2 separate regions of the Mus musculus genome follow, and region 2 is linked to region 1. Evidence: chromatin contacts called from public HiCAR-type data. All regions are on one chromosome and are shown on one strand. The core of a region is the stretch at or near the end of the contact, and the rest is flanking DNA. Distances in the headings are between cores, read along the strand shown.

The links. HiCAR-type assays count read pairs that join an accessible place to other places.
Region 2: a HiCAR-type map of fibro-adipogenic progenitors shows a contact between it and region 1, with 2.6 times the contacts expected there. The contact joins two enhancer-like sites. A contact is called at or near these places in 1 of 15 datasets of contacts at CTCF or cohesin (CD8 T cells), 1 of 484 Hi-C or Micro-C datasets (the BV-2 cell line) and 1 of 115 datasets of contacts at active chromatin or transcription factors (fibro-adipogenic progenitors).

Annotation. Positions count from the first base shown.
Region 1 is chr10:8,321,642-8,325,889 of GRCm38.p6, forward strand. The region is part of intron 3 of Ust (uronyl-2-sulfotransferase); the gene reads right to left. Among named protein-coding and RNA genes, the nearest start is that of 4930573G07Rik, 110 kb to the left of the region's middle. Within about 2 kb of position 1,855, at least 34 of the 459 cell types and tissues checked have an H3K27ac peak or open chromatin away from gene starts, as enhancers often do. A contact at or near this core is called in fibro-adipogenic progenitors, where this site is marked.
Region 2 is chr10:8,368,667-8,373,146 of GRCm38.p6, forward strand. All of the region lies in intron 2 of Ust (uronyl-2-sulfotransferase), which reads right to left. Among named protein-coding and RNA genes, the nearest start is that of Ust, 150 kb to the right of the region's middle. Within about 2 kb of position 1,450, at least 26 of the 459 cell types and tissues checked have an H3K27ac peak or open chromatin away from gene starts, as enhancers often do. A contact at or near this core is called in fibro-adipogenic progenitors, where this site is marked.

The sequences.
Region 1 (4,248 bases), core at 605-3,104:
TGCGGCTGCCTTTGATGTACTCTGCCTGGAAGTAAGGCATGCTTCTTTGATCTTCCTCAGCTTTTCATCTCAGGAGGTTTGGGGACACCCCTCTTGACGATGCACTGTGACAGAGACTGTGTTCTCCTTTTTGACTTTGACTGAGTTACAGGAGGACTGAGGCTGGGCTTACTTAAGCCCCCCCCCCCCAGATGTCCGCAGAGAATCTGTGCCCCAGGAGTGTTTATGGAATGGAGATACCCCTTTAGTAATGCTTGCTTCATATCAAGAAACCCATGACTAACTGAAGACACAACTGTCTATCACGCAGACAATGAATCTAACCTTTCCTGGACTACACTGGTCTATACACTCTTCACAGCAGTCCCTTTGTAATATCCGAGCCAAGCAAAGGCATTTTTCTGAGTGGGGAGAGGGGTGTGTTATATACCATAGCAGGAGTTACCTGTTACCATTTAATACTCCAAGAGTCAAGAATTATTACTCATTCTTTGAAATGAAGAGCTCAGGGCACAGAAAGGGGATACAGGTTTATTTAAAGGTTAATCTTGTTTTAAATCATTTGTGAGCACATGCATGGGCTATATTAATGAGTTATGCACATCCCGTGGGTTATACAGAGCAGGTGCCAGAGGAGAGATGCCTCAGGTGTCCTGGAGCTGTCAAACATGGATGCCAGAAACACAACTTGGGCTCTCTGTAAGAGCAGTGTGTATTCAACCATCATGCCCTCTCTCCAGCCCCAGAGTACATAGATTTTGTAAAATCTTGATGATCCGATAGACTGTGCCAGGATTCAAACCCTCCAGTCCTTCTCTTCATCCCAGAGTGGCAGTCAAGTCACCCTTCTCAGACAATTATCTATCCATGAACTTTTAAAATGGAAACAAGGGACTGGTCGGCACATTCTGGAGAATGGAGAGAGTCTAGCGAAAAATAAATGTTTTATGTCTCTTAGGATGTGCTGAACAGCTGATGGATGAAAAACGTGGAGAAATACAAGCATGGATCTTAGTGTGTGGCTCAGTGGCAGAGGGCATGGCTGGCTTGTATAGGACCTCATCTTTTCTAGGAACACACATGCACACGTGTGTGTGTGTGCATGCACACAGAGAGAAGAGACAGAGACTAATAAGGATAGAAAGAATATTTTCTAAGATTTCTAGGGTGGGAAAACAGTATATGTTACCATGAACAAGAATGGATTTTAAATACGTAGGAAAAGGGTAGGTATGGCTTAAAATTCATCTAAGGGAACAAGTTAAATTTATGTTGATGGACTAAACTGGGGTTAAAAGAGGAAGGAAAAGGCAAGAATCAAGCACGCTCACTACACAAAGGTGATGCTAGGAAGCCTTTTCTAACAATTTGCTCCCTCCTCTCTCCATGGCAGGATGGGAGAGCACAGACTTTTATCTGCCCCTCTGAAGATGTCTTTGCTCCTGACATGTTCAGGAAATGGTTGTCAGCTTGTCAACAGGAAGGATATCGTGCCCTACCTTGGTCTGAACTCTTGTGTCACTCAGGAGCAATTAGAGGCCCTATAATTTTGCAGGGCATCTTAAATCAAAAGAAGGATGTGTGCTTACTAACATATCAAAGCAAAGGCAAACTGCCCAGAGGGGGAACTGCAGGTCCTTTCTCAACCTTAGAGGTTGAGAAGGGTGAATGAAGGTCTCAGGCTACCTTCCTCCTTCTGGGGGTACAGGGAAGGCCCCACCAGAAAAAGCATGTGCCTGCAGTTAAGAAGAAGTCCACCAGGGGGAGCAGTAACATGAGCGTGGCAAAGGGGCTGTGTCTGGGCTAGATACTGAAAATTAATGGATACAATTCAAACCCTAGGAGAGGAGAGTTCCCTTCTCCCTGGCTTATATGGTCTCTCTCTTTTGTCCTCTTTTCTTCCCTCTGGGTTTGCATTAGAGGACTCTGGTTTTGTTTTCAGGACCCAAGATGATGTAGAGCCCATTCCATGAACTGATCTGGCTTGATCCCAGACAAGTTGGATTGAAGGACAGCGTCCACTGGCATTTGGCCAGTGCTGCTCCAAGCCAACTCTGGAATGACACTGTCTGTCTTCATGGCAGGAAGCCTTGAGGGTTATGCTGTCAGCCTTTCCAAACAGTTTCTGGGAGAAAGTTGTTGGAAGAACACGCAGAAGGCCACAAGCACAGGAAAGGCATCTGATATGACATGATTATATACATGCTATCCTCCCAGTGTACCTGGGAGGCTGAGGCAGGAAAGTCATGAGTTCAAAGCCAGCCTGGGCTACATACTGAGGAGGGCTTGTTTCAAAGCAAAAGTAAAAACTTCAGAAAGCAGTCTGAGACTTTAGAGTTTCAGGTGACAGAATTTCATTGCTTGGAGGATTTATTTTATTTTAATGTCCATCCTTCATGAAGTGAGTGGGTTCTGTGATATGGTCACCCTCGGGAGTGGGTCCTCAGATATGCACATGCCTAGGCAAGTCCTTACATACCTCTGTTTCTACAGTAAGGCCTGGGAGCACAGAAGGCGACCTGCTCTCCAGAAGGCTCTCATGCCTGGCGTAAGTCCTGTTTTGAGTGGCTGTCCTCTAACCACTGAATACAACTTTAACTCGTACGCTTACCAATTCAAACTTAACCAGGATCTGACCCCAATTTGCTTTTATGTCTAATTCTAGATTTTCTTGATTTATGTATATTTGTGTCAGGTTCAGAAGTCAGCTGCATGGGCAGTGAACGTCGCGCCTGGTGCTCAGCACCCACCACTAGCGGCAGAAGGATCGGCTGATTGAACAGGAGGCAGAGGACCAAGCAGGAGGACGCCCCAGAAGGATCTCTGTGGCCCCAAGAACTTTCCAGAAGAACCACGGTTATGATTGTGTTTTAAGCTCTGTTGCTTTATACCCAGAACTTAGACTTGGATGTCGTCTGAGAGCCAAGCTGCAGGGCAGTCTGACACAGTGTAGGATAATACCGTGCCCTGCCACCCTGCACTAAGAGTTTAATGCAGTCTGAAGCACTCGGGCACAAGACTGCCATTGACCCCACCCTCTGAATGATTTCCAAGGTTTAGGTCATTTGAATGGCTACTGGACAGAGTCAGAGCAGATGTGAAGCTTACAGGGAAATAACCTTTTCTGATGTGATGGGTGAAAGGGCGTAGACTGGGCTAGCACTTCCCAAATTATGATGTGTAAATTCTGTGGGATCCAAAGCGCAGCCATGACACACATAAAAGTCCCCGATCAACTAAGCCTGGGAAAGTCTAGGAGAAGCTGGGGTTTAAAATATATGTGCACATATGTATGTATATGTAATATAAATAATGTATATATGCATGTGTATGTAGAAAGAGACTAATGGATAGATAGATGATACATACATACATACATACATACATACATACATACATACATAGTAATGTGCTTGATGTATTGGCATGAGGACTAGAATTTAGAGCCCTATCCCTCATAAATGGGGCAGGCCTGGCAATCTGTCTGTAGTCCTAGGCCTCAGGGGGTGAAGACAAGGCGTGATTTCCAGAGCAAGCTGGTGAACTGGGAAACTCTGAGTTTAGTGAGAATCCCATCTTCAGCAGATAAAGTAAAGAATATGGAGGAAGATGGCCAGTGACAAGCTCTGGCCTACACACACACACACACACACAAACGGCCTTCAGCACATGCATACATTTAAGCACATACATACATACATACATACATGTGAACATGCAAATAGACACACACAGTCACCAACCAGCACATACACACACATGGACACACACGTGAGTATGCTAACACACACACACTCACACACAAGCTCATCAGCACATGCGTAAACACAGATGTATGCAGGTGAACATGCAAACACACACATATACACTCTCAGAGTCGTCAGGACACACACACATGTAAACCCCAACACACACACACATGTAAACCCCAGCTTCTCCTAGACTTTCCCAGGCTTAGTTGATCGGGGAATTTTTATATGTCATGGCTGTGCTTTGGATCCCACAGAATTTACACACGTGCATACACACAGTCACACTCGATAGAATCTCCACTTTGCAAGATCATATAAATCACGTCCCCTAACCGAGATCTATAGTTAGGGTGAAGATGAACCAGTGTCATCCTGGGTTTGTATTATAGGCAACGCAAAGATCCAACACTTGGCTAGCAGTGGTTACAAGCTCTTCTGTGGAGGAGGAATTGTTCAAAGTACAATTTTTAAAGGTGTGCCTATTTCTATGAGAGCA
Region 2 (4,480 bases), core at 200-2,699, 47 kb after region 1:
ATAGCTACCCCCAGCCATGGACTATATATCATTCCAAATAACACTAGAAAATTAGAGTCAGAACTAGGAAGATGTAAAATAAATGCTGTTTGGCAATTTTGTCACTCCTCATTAAGAATAGGAACTTGGGGACTAGAGAGCCGGGCTCAGTGGCTAAGAGCATTTTCTGCTCTTTCAAAAGACCTGGGTTTGCTTCCAGAAGTTTAAAAGTATCTATAACTCTAGTTCCAATGAACTGGATACCTGCTTCTGAACTTCGAGAGCAGATATGCTCACATGCAGGTGTGCTCACACACCTATGCACACACACATAGAAACACACCTATTACAAGTAAAGTATTTCTTAATGTTTTTATTTTTTGAAATTAAACTACAATCACATCATTTTCCCTTGCTCTTTCTTCCTTCAGTCCTCCCATGCCCCATCCCAAGAATAAGTTTAAATGGCTGAATACTGAAAAGTTCCATAATCTGGACTGGAGAGTGGTTAAGAGCAGTAGCTGCTGCTCCAGCAGCAAGGAGGCTTGCGATTGTTAACTCCAGCACCAGGCTATCTGGCTCTCTCTTCTGGTGTCTGCAAGCATCGCACACATGTGGTACAGAGACATATGTGCAGGCAAAACACCCTTACACACAAAATAATAAAATAATTTTCAAAAATTGACTTCAATAATATGACCATAGGTCACAAAATTTAATAGTTTTTTTTTTTTAGATTTATTTATTTATTTATTTATTTATTTATTTATTTATTATATGTAAGTACACTGTAGCTGTCTTCAGACGCACCAGAAGAGGGCATCAGATCTCATTATGGGTGGTTGTGAGCCACCATGTGGTTGCTGGGATTTGAACTTCGGACCTTCGGAAGAGCAGTCGGGTGCTCTTACCCACTGAGCCATCTCACCAGCCCCTAATAGTTTTTTAAATATCATAATAATCAGCCTAAAATACAGTGGAATAAAAAAGATTCCATTAAGGGTAGCAGCCAAAAATAAAATATCCAAGACTAACCTTTTAAAATAAATTTACCAAATGTCCCTGTGTGGAACTCAAGAACTCTGTGATCAACAAAGTTTAGGGACTAACCTGACAAGCTCTTAAAAAATTAGAAATAGAGTGAGTGGGTGGTGACTAACTACATTAAGAAGCTTTTCAGGACACTACAGTGAAAAGACAAAAGTAATCAAACAAAAGAGAAGAGGAGGAGGGGTGGGGAGGGGTGGGGAGGGGAGGGGAGGGGAGGGGAGAGGAGAGGAGAGGAGAGGAGGGAAAGACATGTGGCCAATTCTTCCCGGAAAATCAGTCTGCAAGTAAGAAGCAGCCAGAAAAACAGAACTTGAGGAGAAGAAAGCACATGGTAATAAAAGCACGCGGTAATAATAAGTAAGCTCATCTCCCAGGACACCCATCTCTAGGATATGAAACTCACTGAGTATCTGGATGAGGACCTGAAAATGACACACCCTGGGCGTGAAACCGTGAACTTTCCGAACACTAAGACTAACAGCTTCCATAGAGACAGATTAGATTTTCAGATAAAGCACCTCGAAATATTCTTAACAGAAATGCTGAAATCTACAGTAAAATAGACAGAGACTTTCACAGTTTGTAGGGGAACTGGCCCTGTGGTAGGGACAGGAACTGCTCAGGGGCACTTGCTGGCAAGCTTGACTTCCCAGCCACGCCCACGGCCACAAAGCCACTCCTGCCCCTACACAGCCCTCTAGAATTGCACTAGACCCTTTTTCTTGTCTGGCCAAGGAACTGCTCAGAAAAGCGACTGTATCACTTTTGGGATGAAAGAACAAAAAACTGCCATAATGACCTCCTGTTGAATGGTGTCGCAAGATGGAAACAGCCGGGACCCCTAAACTAGCTCCTGAAGAGACTCCAGTGGGCTCAAATGGGGTCTTCCAAGAAACAAAGTTTCGTATGTGAAGTTTCTGAGACGCTGGAGTTGATGATTGTTTTAATCACACTATCCTGTTCTGATTAGCAAAGATTCCCAACATAGAATTCTATCCTGTCAAGTGTCGATTGAGGGTAATGAAGATATTTTCAAGAAACAACATTTCAGAAAATGTTGTCACACTAATCTTTTCCCTGAAGGCTGAGAAAAGGAAAGAAATACACCCAGAAGGGAGGAAAGTGGCCCTCAAGAGATATGATTCTATACACTTCCTGACTCCATGGACAGATTATATAATCCTACTGACAGAAGGGACCTAACAGTTTGGATTAAATGAGAGATTGGTGGGTGAGAAGGGTGTCTAGGTTATCCTGGTGGGACTGTTAAACTCACAAAGGTTCTGGGAAATGCAAGAGGAGAAACAGTCAGATACAGAGATCTGAAGATCCTACACTACTGGCTTTGAAGACTGTGAAAGGAACTATAGCCCAGGGAACACTGGTGGCTTCTAAAAGCTAAAACAGTCAACCAAGTGGATAACTCCCTCAAGCTTCTAGAAGGAGTGTAGTCCTAGCAGCATCATGACTTGGGGTTTTTTGAGACACATTTCAGAGTTATGACATCTAAGGCTGTAAAACAATAAGTTGTGTTAAGTCACTGAGATTACGCTGATTAGAGTCAGCTGTAGAAGCTAGCACAACGTGATTTCAGAAGATAGAGATGGAGATGACATCTATCCCCTTCCTTACAAGGCCCCAGTGGTGAACCAAGGCATGATATGATTCCACGAAAGGGTCCCCTAGAAACCAATGAGTCTACCGGAGTTATTTACATAGCACAGGGGAAGGGCTACAGGCAGGAGTGCAGGCAGGCAGTCTTCAGGTAGCTGTACTGGAAAGTCTTCACCTCGCATGGATGATGACATACCATTCTTCTCACTTCACCTCCCCCTGCCTATGTACACTAAGATGTTCCCAAACCCCGAGGCTATGTATAATTAGAGCATAGTACAAGTGATTGGTAGACTCTCAAGTGAGGGACCAATGACCCTTTCTATTCCCCCCACCCCAACTTCTATGAGGAAATGTAATAATCCATAGACCCTATTATGATGGACCCCTGCAAGGAAGCACAGCCAATCAGATGAAGACACGTTTGTGTTGCTCAGAGCTCTCCATTCCCCAACATAGGCTTTTCAGGAAAAGGGAGAAAGTGTAGGAGAGAGTAAGGGAGGTCTCAGGATGCACCCAAGGACGGGGTTGGAGCACAAGAAAGGTCTCATGAAAGACTTCATCAACTGGACACAGATACATCACCTAATCAGTGTGTGCAAAGTCCTGCAAAAACAAACAAACAAACAAACAAACAAACAAAACAAAAACAAAAACCTATAACTGGAGGCGGGGAAGAGTTTAAGGATCATTTAGGAATGGTAAAAAAAAAAAAAGTGGATAAATAAAACAAAAGGCAAGTTGATGATAAGGACAAAGGAGAAATGAAACCAAGAAGGGGGCTAGGTGGCTGTAGTTGGAGCTACTAAGATGATTAAAGTCCTGAGGCTACTGTCATGTTGCCGAAGAATGGTGGTATGAGTTTTCTTCAACTAAATGAAGCAACTTCTTGGTTAAACATGCTTCCCAACAAATGTAGGATTTCCACATGTATGTGTTCTACCGTCCGAGGACCCCAACCCTCTAGCCAACTAAAGCTGCCGCTGTGGCTGGTGCTGATGGTTTTGTTCAGATTTGGAGACTGCTGGGACATCCTCAAGATGAGATGAGGTGAGAAGGCAGGTGCGAGCAGAGTGAACACCTACAGTTGTCTTCTGACGTCCACACATGCACTACCATGGTATATGTGGGTGAGCGCATAAATAACATTTAAGATTTCGAGAATGCTGGACCTCTTTCTAGTGGTAACTGGTCTTTTGGGAATGAGGTGCGAAAGATGCTAAAACAAGACTTACATAAAACAAGTATTTTTAAGGTTGTGCTGCCCAGAATTTTTTAGAAATGATGAAGGCACGATTAGTTAAGCATTGAATTACTAAGGGAGAAGTGGGTCCATAATGTTCTTCTTGGGAACACATTACATGCTCATAAAATGGACAAATTTAGAAAAGGCTTTGCATGTGACTTGGACACACACTTCCACCGAAAGCAGACCTCTGGGGAGGCATCTTGGCTGGCCCAAACACTTCCACATTAATGGCAACCGGGATGGGTGTAAAGGGCAGGGGATGTGGGTGGCTTTGGGAGGGGACAGTCACTGTTATGAAAGGTTGACCTGTTCCCCTTGTGAAGAGTATTTTGCCTCCTGACCCATCTCACTGAAAACTCCAAACAGAGAGTTCATTACAGCACACACCGGCCTTGGAGGCTGTTGGAATTATTTAAAACTGAAATGTTCAAGTCATGGCTTTTCTTATCATTGGAAATGATCAAAACAGGGAGGACGCAGAGGAGACTCCTTCAAGGTCATGCTCATTAAAGCGAGGCTGATTTCAACTCTTCGCCTTATTCTGCCTTGTTAAGTTCTTTCTCTATACCTAATATATTTACCACGAAT